Regions from separate parts of the Sus scrofa genome. Here region 1 is linked to region 2. The links are chromatin contacts, called in public HiChIP or PLAC-seq maps. All regions are on one chromosome and are shown on one strand. Each heading gives the region's core, a stretch centred on a gene start, on an enhancer-like site or on the middle of the called end of the contact. The rest is flanking DNA. Distances are from core to core; before and after follow the strand shown.

What was found. HiChIP or PLAC-seq counts read pairs in DNA pulled down with a chosen protein or histone mark.
Region 1: a contact with region 2 is called in an H3K27ac HiChIP or PLAC-seq map of alveolar macrophages. The contact joins two enhancer-like sites. A contact is called at or near these places in 2 of 2 datasets of contacts at active chromatin or transcription factors (alveolar macrophages and skeletal muscle).

What each region holds. Positions count from the first base shown.
Region 1 is chr13:127,177,862-127,184,094 of Sscrofa11.1, forward strand. All of the region lies in intron 2 of TP63 (tumor protein 63), which reads left to right. Among named protein-coding and RNA genes, the nearest start is that of TP63, 65 kb to the left of the region's middle. Within about 2 kb of position 4,055, at least 15 of the 83 cell types and tissues checked have an H3K27ac peak or open chromatin away from gene starts, as enhancers often do. A contact at or near this core is called in alveolar macrophages, where this site is marked.
Region 2 is chr13:126,839,383-126,845,824 of Sscrofa11.1, forward strand. All of the region lies in intron 5 of TPRG1 (tumor protein p63-regulated gene 1 protein), which reads left to right. Among named protein-coding and RNA genes, the nearest start is that of TP63, 270 kb to the right of the region's middle. Within about 2 kb of position 3,734, at least 28 of the 83 cell types and tissues checked have an H3K27ac peak or open chromatin away from gene starts, as enhancers often do. A contact at or near this core is called in alveolar macrophages, where this site is marked.

The sequences.
Region 1 (6,233 bases), core at 2,805-5,304, 340 kb after region 2:
AAGTAATAAGCATTGGCAAGGATGTGGAAAAAAAGGGAACCCTTGAGCTCTGTTGATGGGAATGTAAATTAGTGCAGCCACTATGGAAAACAGTACAGATGTTCCTCAAAAAGTTCCAAGTTAAACTACCAGATGATACTGTAGTTCCACTTCTGGGTATTTATCCAAGTAAAATGAAAACACTAACTGGAAAAGACGTATGCATTCCCATGTTCCTTGCAGCATTATTTACAATAGGTGAGATATGGAAACAAGCTAAGTGTCCATTGGCGGGTTGATAGATGGATGGATAAAGAAGACACACACATGATAGAATATTACTCAGCCACATAAAAGAAAGAAAGATTGCTATTTTCGACAACATGGATGTTGTCCTTAAGCACATTATACTAAGTGAAATAAGTCAGACATAGAAAGACAAATACTGTATGACCAAAAATTTAAATAAAATTAAAAAAAACAGGGTCACAGATACAGTGAATAGATTTATGGTAACCAGATATGGAGAGTAGCGGTGGGCAAAGTGAATGAAGAGAGTCAAATGGTACAGACTTCCAAAGACTGTACTTTCAGGGATCATTTCTATAGTTTGTGACAAACTTCCAATCATAAAATGAATAAGTAATGGGTATAAAATGTATAGTGGAGCAACTATAGTTAATAATACTGTATGTATATTTGAAAGTTGCTAAGAGAGTAAATCTTAAAAGTTTCATCACAAGAAAAAAAATCCTGTAACTTTTTATTGCAATGGATGATAACTAGACCTATTGTGGTGATCATTTTGCAACATATCCTAATATCAAATCATTATGTTGTACACCTGAAAATAATGTTATACGCCAATTATACCTCAATTAAAAATTTTAAAAAATCAATAAAGAAAATATAAGCCTATATTTAAAACTTTCAAAAGTATACTCTACTTATGTACATAGAAATTTATTGCTAATTAAAAATGGATCTTAACTATTCTTCAGAGTGGCTTTCCAATATTTTGATCAATAGCCATGATAAAAACACGCTGTTTATGTAGTATGAGTATAGTGTGCACACAGACATAGACACACAAATACCTATGAGGTGAATCAAAAGTTTTATAAAGTAATACTTACCCATACTACATGCAGTAGAATCTGATATATTCCATTTTTTACATTGTGGTTATTTCATTCCAGAGTTACCTATTATGTGTTGCCTTTCTCTCTTTCTTCCTTTAAGCTAGCTAGAGCCGACTAAATTGATTTCATGATCTTGATCAGTAGACTAATAAATACTCTTTGAAAGCAGCTTTGCCAGTATGCAACACGTAGAACTTAAAAATGGTTTGCTGACATTGAAATCAAGTAACTAAATGTACTATCTTTAACTACAATCTGTCTTTTGGCTTTCGCTTATATTCATTAACTAGAATCTGATTTTTGGTTCTGCCACTTGCACATTTTATACGAAAATCTAAACTCATGCCTCATGGCCTACAACAGCATTCAATTGGTTGCTTAATTTCTTCTCTGGCCTGAATAAATCTGACTCTGAGGAAATACTCGAATGGCATATGCTTACTAAGATATGGTATGGCAAAGAAGCTAGCAGTGCTTGATGTGAAGGAGACTTTTAAAGCGTGTTTGCTGACTACAAATCAATAGATTATAAAGGACAATGTATGTAAGAATATTTAGAGTAGGCTGGCCAGGGGCTTAAATCCATAAGATCATCTGACATTCAGAGATGCAGATTTGGTCATTGATTCTTTCCTTATCCACTATTTTACCAAACTACAATGAGCATTGCTTAAAACTGCTAAAAAGTAACATAATATGGAAGGGATGATAATCACTTATAAGAATATGTAAAAACATAATTGCTCTTCATAAACTTCTTTTTACCCACAAATGTCTCTATATATCAGAGATATTAATAGAACAGTAGTTATGAACCTTTCAATTATTTAAAAAATTGTGGAGTGCTAACTAATTTTTTCCTATGTTCCTACAAAAAATAATCATCTCACATATGCAAAATGTAAGGGATTTCCACTGTGGTGCAATGGGTTAGGAATCCAACTGCAGCAGATCAGGTCACTGTGGAGGTGTGTGTTCGATCCCTAGCCCCATGCGGTGGGTTCAAGGATTTAGCATAGCCACAGCTGCAACCTATGCCATGGCTTGGATTCCATCCCTGGCCTGGGAACTTCTATATGCCATGGGTGTGGCTAAAACAAACAAAAATAATGTAATTTATTTTATCCTGATGTAGTTACACGTGTAGTTATTTGTTCAGCCATTTTTTTCTTTGTCATTTTTAATTCACTATAGTATAATACACTATTTTATACATCATTTAAATTTAAAGTTCAGCTGAATTATAGATTTTTTTACATGATTAAGTCAATAATTACTATTTGGCTTTATTGAAAACAAAGATAATATTAAATAAACCACTACTTTTTCCTTTTGGTAGGATTTAAATTTGCTTTTCCAAGAAATTATGTGATATTTTCTTACTTTTAATCTAAAGAGTGTTTTTTTTTAATTCCAAAAGAGTTAAATCCATGAGTAGCTTTGCTTCATAAGACTTTCGCAAATATCAAGATTATATTTCTCTCTCAACCTTTCATTGTTATTTTGTCTTAGATTTTCTCTTTTTTTCCCATTTTAGGGACAAAATTTAAAACTGAACTCTCATGTTGAAACTTTGTTTTATTTTTTTATTTTTTGGCCACACCCATGGCCTGTGAAAATTCCCAGGCCAGGGATCAAACCCATGCTGCAGTTGCAACCTGTGCCAAAGATGAGGCAATATCTGATCCTTAACCCACTGTGCCACAAAGGAACTTCCTGTCATTATTTTAAACTAGTCTTTACTTAATATAACTTTGTGGTTATATTAAGTTATATTTATTCTTAATGGAAAATGTAATGAGTAGAACATTGAATTTTGTTGTTTCACTTAAGAATTACAGTTGCTTTTTTACTTATAATGTCCTTAGCAAATATTTCTGTGAGTCATAGGTCTTGTCTTTGACTTATAACTCCAAAGAGGAGTCACTGAGGCAGTGTAATAAATGGAAAACTAGAGTAAGGGATTATATAATTGAGGGATTGTAGTTCTCCTTTAAAGAGTTGGGCCATGAGACTTAACTTTTTTCCTTTTTTATTTATCCACATAATGGGATATCTGTGACCATACTTATATTTATGGAAATATTTTGGAAATGAATAAACATATAGGTCAATAAGTACTTTGAATTCTTGAAATAAAGACCCTTATGATATCATTCACTTAGCAATAGCAAGAAGAATATGTTGTGTGATACCTAGCTCTCAAGTACTTACTTGAATTTATTATGTTTTTTAAAGTGTCTATTTTTCACTGGACTTTAAACTGTGCTATGTCATGGAGATCTCTGTATGTGTTGGGGGAAAGTGGTGAGAGAGGAAAGTAAAAGGGAAAACATGCACTAATCGAGTGTCCCTATGTGTCATACCTTGTAAATATACTTTCTCAGATAATTCTCCTAACAACTCCATTCAGCATATACTATTATCCCCATGTTGTAGAGGAGGAAAATAAAGCTTGTAGAGACAAAATAACTTGTTTCCCAGTTGATAAGCTCCTGAGCTAGGATCTGAACCCAACTCCAAAACATGGCTCTACAGGACACCATAAGGTTTCTCAACTTCCAAATTGTTGCTTTGGAAACTTCTGTTTACAGCTAAAATAGGAAAGGGAAGGGCTAATTTAATTAAGAGAAATCATTTATATTACCCAAAGAGATTTCTTTTTTTAGCTTCCTTCAATGTTTCCACGACAGTTTTAGCTGAAGATTTGAATCGTTTCTTATTTTATCTTGCCAGTTTGCCTAACTCTAGTTCCTGGACTTACAAAAATATACTTGGTAAACATGAGTGAAAGGGCAGGACTTTTACTACAGTTTCTCTGCTTGGTTATTTATGCAATTAAAATGGTCATTTCAGAGAGGAACTGGAGGTTGAGCTGGAGGAGGGTGATGGAAGGAGGGGTGGCTGGACTGAGTTAGGGAAATTCCAGATGACAAGGATTGCCAGATTTCCTGTGGGCCCCTTATTGCCAAACTCCTCCTCCTGCTCTTCTTGCACAGCTGTGTGCTTCATTAAATTGTGATGTCTACAAATCAGAGCAGTGTTAAAACGCAGAGCAGGGGGAATTCCTGTACACTGGCTGCTGCCAAGTTCCTAGAGTTTTAACCGCACACTCACCAAACTGCCTCCCTTTCCTCCAAAAACTATAAATAAATTCAATATCAAGAGTGTATTCATCAATGATAGTGCCTCTCTGTTCTCTTGGAGAGTTTGAAATACTACATAGACACTTTAGTAAAGATGCCCCTGCCTGAGGCAAGACAGTGTGGGTCTTGAGTAGTCAGAGATAAGACTTTTGACCTTGATGTTGCTACTAGTCTTCCAGTTGAGTCAGGGACCGTTGCCTAATCATTTGAAACAGATTTTCCCATTCAGAGTTTTGGTGTAGTGCTTTCCAGAAACCTGCCTAGAGCCAAGACTCTGGTTGCTACTGCTCAGGGGAGGGATAAAAGGGACATGATTTAATTCAATAATGAATATTGAGGATTTATGTGTGCAAGGCACTGTGCTGAGTGAAGTAGGGGTTGACAGCATAAGGAGGAAAAGCCTAATATACACTAATAGGGCTAGTGTAGGGTAAGCACTAATGAGTACTTAAGGCACAATGGGCTTAATGCAAATTTCACCTCATGGATTGGAAAAGTTTCAAGGGACAGGTAACACTGGCTCAAAGCTTCAAAGGATAGATAAATATGGAGGTGCTTCCAGGGAAGGAAAAAAGAATGTAAACCAAGGTACAGTGAATAGAGTTTGGTGGGTTATCAGAATGATGTGTTGTCTTGTGTTGAAGTGGTAGCCTTATAACTGCATTATAATGCAAATAGTATTGTTTTTCTGGCAGTTAGAAAATATAATATGGCAGTTAGAAAATATAATATGGCTGTCTTCATGTGGATGTATGGTGTCCAATCAGGCCCATCTATATCTTATCTTACACCAGCTGGATTCTTGCATTTGTGTTATATGCCTTGCATGTTTAGGCATTTGAACTTATGACCCTTGGGGCTTGAATAAAGAATATGGGGGGGATCGATGGAGCTTCTGTGATAGGAGATTATTGGGGTGGTTGTTGGTAGATGGACAAAGGAAGAGCAGGAATATGAAGGATAAAAGTGGAGAGGGTCTAGAGGTCCCTGGAAGAAAAGTGGTAGCTAATCCATACCCAGAACTTAAGCCTACCGAATCCAGACAAGAAAAAGAAAACAATCTAAGTTAATTGCATTTATTGAGCACATACTTACATGAACACTACAATAGGCACAGTGGCGGTAGAGACTGAGATACAGTAATACTTTGCCCCATCTCCAACTACAAGGAAAAGAGATGGGCATGTACTATTGCACAAGATAGAATTCAGTGAGAGCTTGCAATTTGCCATGGAAGTATAGAAGAGCAATGATTTGTTTTGACTGGGAAGGGATAAGAAACATTTCTGAGGAATTATATTTGAGGTGAGACGTAAAGATTAGCTAGGTCATTGATCATTAAACAAATGTGGAAAGGTTAGTTTTGATTGAAAGAAAGAATAAGAGTTCTTAAATTGCAGTACTATTTCAGACTAGGATATGAATTACATTTTATTATGAGGTGAGTTTAGTGTCGGATCATCAAGTGTCATTAAAGCCATTCTGTTGAGTTTGGGCTTCAAACTTGATTGGGAGCCATTGAAGGTAACTGAGATGTGAAGTGAGACCAGTCAGGTCCACATATAAACTCAGGAGTGCTGTGGGGCTCCATTTTTGCCACATCTTATAGTTCCAAGAAAGACCGAGGCTTGTCTGAGTATTTTCCAGGCCCACCACAGCGTAGGGAGATAGGTCAGGATTAGAATTACTATTTGGCTTAAGAGAGATATATATGTTGAAATGCCCAAACATAGCTCTTGATATGGGTTTGATGGCTACTCCTCCATCGCCATCTTTTTCTGTGGCCTCCTCCTAGCATTTGATTTATTCTCTCCTATTTCTGGCATTAACATACTGCCTGGTAAGTAATAGTAAATAATTGCTGAATGAACAAACTACTAACTTGTTTTAACAAGTGAGGAAGAGCCTGGTTATCAGAGCTTGAGTAAACAATCTGTACATGAGAACCTGGCTTTGAGCAAGACAG
Region 2 (6,442 bases), core at 2,484-4,983:
TCTAATAATTAGCTATGTTGAACATCTCGTCATGTGCTTGTTATGTCTTCTTTGGAGAAATGTCTATTTAGGTCTTCTGTTCATTTTTTGATTGGGTTTTTTTTTATTTTTTTAAATTATTTTTTAGTTTTGAATGTAGCTATCAGGGATGAATTTCCGCAGTTGATTTTTTATTTTTTTAAATTATTTTTTAGTTTTGAGTGTGGCCATCAGGGATGAATTTCCTCAGTTAATTAAACCACTCCCCGCTGATTCTCCAGTGGCTTATTTCTAGCTTCTATATTAGGATTAGGCTGCTCCAGACCTTTCACTGTCCTGCTCACCCCCTACCGTCAACCCTACCAAGTTATATAGGCTTCTCTGGCTGGTCTTCTTCTACTCTGATGACTCACATGTAGCCCAATTAGGAATAAATAAGAGCATCATAAAAATACAAATCATGGTACATACACTGAATTTTCTCTTTTTCTCCTCACCCCCAACTCAATGGGCTTTTTGCTCTCATGATTTCCTCTGTCTTCAATGTACTTAATGCTATTCTACTTCAATCACCTTCTTGACTTCTCAGTAAGTCCTCATATCTGTCAGACTCCAGCTGAAAGACTACCTATTTCACAAAGCCATTGGACTGCTCTGACTTTCTTGAAGACTTATTATGTATTCTTTTAGCCCTTTGCATGGTACTTGGTACAAGGTTGAAGATCAGTAAACATGTATTGAATAAATGAAAACTTCTTTGACTCAACTCTAAGGGATTTTTCCCACCTCTGAGTTCTAATTACCATTTTATCCAGAGCAATTTATCTGGTCTTTATGGAGAAATGTTAACAAGGATCTGCTGATGATGTTGACATGCAGAACAATTGTTAAATATTGTGGGAGTTACACTCTAAAGGGTTTGAAGGAGAGTTCAGAACATGAGGCTCCTTATACAGACTATGACAATGCCAGTCTATCAGTATATGTCTCTAAGGGTGACAACATTTCATGTCATCTTCGTCAGTTTAAAAAGTTATCTTTTTTAATCCTAGGATCACATTTGTTTCATTCTGACAAGCATGGAGCTTTAAGTGGACCTTCTAAAACATGAGCATTTAGATGCCCAGGACTAAAAGAACTATGCAGTTTCTTTCCCTTTATCTAAAACATTTACCCTCAACCTTATGGGATTAACTTTCCATTTAGATGGCATCTGTGAATCCAAAGCTGTTGGCATAAAATGGACATATTTTCCTTTAGGAAAGGGACTGAGGTGGCTTTTGTTTGTTTGTTTGTTTTACTATTTGCCCATGACTCCAACAGTAATGCATTCCTAATATACCTCTCAACGGAAGTGCAGAAACGGCAAATTAGAAGAAGAGCTGCTGGAATGAGGAATGTTGATAGCAGCGAGAAATGCCAGCCTGATGGTGTGAGAAGCAATAGCTGATATAAGAACTAATAAACTGAACAGTTGAGAATCTTTTAGGTTTTGAGTAATAGCCTTACTCTTCATATACAATGGTTGCATTTCATGAAGGAAACTCTTAGAGGATAGGAAAGTATTACAGAGGTTTGACCATAAATCTAGGTAACCTTTCAGATTTCAGTCTCTGTTTTGGCAAAATTAAGGGATGAAGAATATAGGACATACATGGATAATAAATCCCTTCCATGTCTTAAAATATGGAGTTTATGATGATTTTTATTAAGCCATAAAATAGTTATTTTTAATGTAAGCTGTTTAAAAAATGAGAATGTAAGTTTTTAAATGACATCCATCCAAATAATCCATTCATACTACTTCTGAAATAGAAAATATTTCTGTATGTCATTAAGTGAAACCCCTAAGTAGGTAATCCTGGGCTCCTTCTGGTCATAAATGTTAGGTATGTGCACAATTGGAGTGTCTTCTAGTGGGTATCTAATCCAATGCCTTTATTACTCCATAGTAAGGTAGGGTATCTTTGTTCTATGGGGCTGCTATAACAAAACACCAGAGACTGAGTAGCTTATAAACAACCAGAATTTCTCTCTCACAGCTCTGGAGCCTGGGAAGTCCAAGGTGAAAGTGCTGGCAGATTCAGTGTCTAGTGGGGGCCTGCTTTCTGGTTCATATATGGTGCCTTCTCTCTGTAGTCTCACACAGTGGAAACTTTGAGGGGTCTCTTTTTTTTTAAAGTACTAATGTTCTTCATGAGAAGCTTCCCTTGTGACCTAATCATCTCCCAAAGCCTTCACTTCCTAGTTCCATCACGTTGTGCATTACAATTTCAACATATGAGTTTGGGGAGAATACAAACCTTCAGAAAACATAGCAAAGGGAAGTGGAACCACATACATATTATGCCCAGCTCTAAGCCACACAGAAAATTAGTATCGATGCTAAGATTAGACCCAGGTTTTAGTGACTGTCAGTTCAGGAATCGTACGTCCATAACATGTAACATTCTACAAATGGAATAAAAGCATTCAAACTCACGGGCATCCTAACTTGGTTGGTGAATTTATTTATTCACCCATCATCATTAAAGAAGGACTTATTAAGTGATTACTATGTACCTGGCATTGTAAGTGTCCATGTTTATTTTATTCTAAGTATTTGCTGTGAACACACACACACACACACACACACACACACACACACTGTGAACCATGAAATATTAGGTTGTACTTTTGTTTGGACCTCAGTCTTCTTCCCCTCATCCCTGAACATGACTATCTCAAGGACAAACTCGTCTAAAGTTTCCCAAGCAGATAGACTTTACTTTTAAGGACTTACAGCCTTGGAGATTCCATAGCCTTTTTCTGTTACTCTCGTTACTATTCATCTTCACCTTCTCTGAATTCCACTTTTGTTTTCACTATAGGATTTTTATTCTACAGTTTAAGATGAGACATCAGGTCTCAGCAGCCCATCTGATAATTTCTCTTAGCTATTAAGTTATCCTTTGGCTTTTTGTCTAACAATGTAATGCAATTATTTAGGTCTTTCTGCACAGATACTGGTTTATGGAAATAGAAAAGGACCCTAGAGATGATCTAGTTCAACTACCTGGTTTCACAGAGGACCCCTGGAGTGCAGAGAAAAGAAAATGGTTCAAGTTACTCAGCAAATGAGTGGCAGACCTAGCCTTTGATCACAGGCTTCCAAACTGCCACTGAAAGTTCTTACCCTGGCATTGCATTACCCCTGGAATTCTCTCTTTATAGATGCTACTGATCTGTTTTACTGCATCACGGACCTCTCCCTGGAGGAATATAACCCACAGAGTTTCTTGGTTACCCATGCCAGTAAATGGTTAATCTCACTGAGCCCAAGGCCTTGGAAACTCCTGGGAGAGAGCCAGGTGAGCAAAGAGAGCAGATAAAGGCAGCACCTGCCTATGGGTTTGGAACAGCCTAGGGACACAGAGAGAATGTAAACACATTCTGCAAATCTTATTGTCTGACTTGAAGCCAGCGTCTTTTGGGTTCTTGTCATGGAAAATATTTCGTCTGAGGTCATTCATTGAACAGAGGAGCACTGAATACCCTCCAGGGTGCCAACCCAGTTCCCCCTTTTGTCCAGATTAAATAAGCAAGGGACTAACATTTCAGGGGCCTAGGAGGCCTGCCTTTCAACAATACAGGCTGGGAGGTAGGGAAAAGGAGACATTTAGAAAATAGATTGTGTTGTTCTGAACTGCTCTCTCCCCCTGGCTGCCCGCCCTCCTTCCTCCTCTGGCGCGGCTTCCCTCTGTTTGCTCACCCATACTTACAAGCACACGCCCTGCATTTAGAGCAAGAGTTAATGTCTGTGTTTCCTCATAAATCTCGGTTTGCTGCCTGGAGCTATGTTTTTAATTCTGTGGTGGAGCTTTGAGATTTGAGATGAGTAGAAAGGAGGGGCCGCTGACGGAGGTAATAATGGAAGCTGCCATTTTTTTTCACTCTGGGGAGCTGTCCTCCTCATTTGGTCCTTTGAACAGGTACTTTATACCTCAGTGTTGCGTCTGTGAAATCCAGGCTGGAAGAAGAGGAGGGCATTGAGGGAAAGGATATCGCCTGTCATGCACTGTACAAAAGGAGGCATGGCTTCTCTCTGGAGAAAGAAAAATGTATGGAATGATCAAATTCACCCAGACTGGTGACTGGCTGGAATATTTTTCTAGTTCGGCTAAAAATGACTTCAAGAAGGGAAGTCTTTCCGACAAAAACAATTCTTGTCTTACAGAGCTGGTTGTTGAAGAAAGTTATCCCTCCATTCACTGAGATCCTTTTTGTGCTGTTGAAACCATATTTAATGTCCATGGTTGATCCATCAGCCCTTGTATGATAACTTCTTCTGTTTAAAACTCATCTCTTCAACATGCCTTTGCTTTTTTTGGTTTAGAAGGCAAATCTTTTGGGGGCTGCTGTGATGATTTAAGGTAGTAATTGCTTAGGCCTTCCACCCTGCCAACAACTGTATTTGAGAAGAATTTGGCCTCTGAGTCACTGAGTAGAACATGTAATTAACATGACTAAAGGAAGAGCTCTGGTTTTTGCACATTCTGGTCTTCAGTTTATATACCTATAAAATGAAAGAATTAGATACACACCTCTAAGGGGCCTTCCAACTCACACAGTCTAGGATCCTAACAATCTCCAGCTTTTATAAGCCCTCTTCCTCCACCAAGTTCTTATGAGTCCTAATGGATCCTTTCTTCTGCTTCTATACCTTTCTGTGAGGTTTTGAAATTTACCAGCAGGAAAGGGTACCTTGGCCTTCTTGCTTCCACTAAGGTAGGAAAGGAGGCCAGATCCAGCTGGTTTCCTTGAGGATAGAAAGCATAAAATAAGTTGTAATAGGTGAAGTTCTATAATGAGGCTTTCAGGTTTCTATTGATACTTGTTTAGGCCTGGGAGGCATATGATAGTAAAATAAGATCAGAGATCATCAGATCATGGGCTTCTGGTGTTCAAGGACTGAACCTTATCCAGAGAATGTACCAATTAAATGGTGGAATCAAAGATAAGCAACTTAGGAATGTTTCAGAGAACCACATTTAAGGTGATTTAAAAGATTATTTTCAACCAATTACGGAAGTTTTCTAGAACTATGCTTATTCAGTCTGAAGAAAAGAGAGTTGAAGGGGTGTTTTAAGTTGAATGCAAGTCTCTCTGATGGATTTAAGTCTAAGTAGGAAATTATAAACATCAAGCAGAAGGTGAACCCATAAGAAATACCCTGGGACTCAGAATCAGGTGGAGGATGAGGGGATAAAGGTGAAGCAGAACACAGAGGATTCTAGCAACCCCTCTCTGCTAAAGATTTGCTTCTCTGGTTTTGTCTATGTCCAGGCATCATGTGTTTTTTCTCCTCCTTTTTATTTTCTTCCACTTTCCTCCTCCTTTTTATTTTCTTCCACTAGTAGTTCTTGACTTGACCATCTGATTAACCCTGGTCATATTTTTTTTCTCTTATTTCCTCTTAAGTTCATCCATTTCTATCAAAGATGTTTTTAAATTGCTTGTAAGTGTTCAATAAAATAAAAAATATAAAGTCTCTAACAGTAAATAGTAACATTATGGTATATAATAGGGACTTAATATTTGCTAGCTGGACAGTGACTTCCAGCATACCAGACGCTTTCTCATGAAATTGTTACCTGAAGATCTGGAAGGTGGTGTGAAAAGCCCAAAGACACAGAGAAAATGAAGGCCAAGGTTTATACTGAGAGAATGATATTGAGAAGAAAGCTACCAAATCTTTCTTTGCTAAATAATTTGATTCTGGCATTCTTTATCTGGGACTCTACCCCCACTTTGATTAATTTGACCAGAGCAGCTCAGTGAGAAAGATCCCATCTTCTCAGCCTGACAACATAATGTTTTTCTAATTTCCCAATACACTTTTAGTGCACTTATTCTCCTATAATCTCATAATTGCTAATGTTGCAAATATTAAAATTTTACAGTTCATTTTGAGAAAGATATTTTCTTTCTGACCTTTAGCTGGGATCCCAGGGCAGGCTTTTTGCCCACAGATTAGGGCAGGCTCCTTAGGGCAATTTATTTAACTCTGTGTATATTGGAAATAAGGCTGCATTGTGTAATGGCAGGGGCTTAACTTGGAATGTATTTTGTAATGATAGCCCAGAATGGTGAAAAGATCCCCATATGAAATCTAGACAGAGCTCAGCTCTGTCTGCAGTGATGCTTTGGAAACCTTAGTCCTTTCTAAGCCTTGATTTTCTTATCTTCAGAAAGAAGGCACTGGGTTATAGCTTCCAAAAGCCCTTCTAGCTCTGACATTGTTCAGTTTGTATAACTTAAACTGCTATTCCACCACATGATGGATGATTTGCGCTTTTCTGTGTTTATAAGATAACAAGGTAGGTGTTGAAGTTCCCAAGGAATGTTGGGACAATACTTGGTATGGGCTTTGTAGCAGCAGATGTGTTCTATTCAGGGGGGCTAATTTGAGGCCCCTAAACTA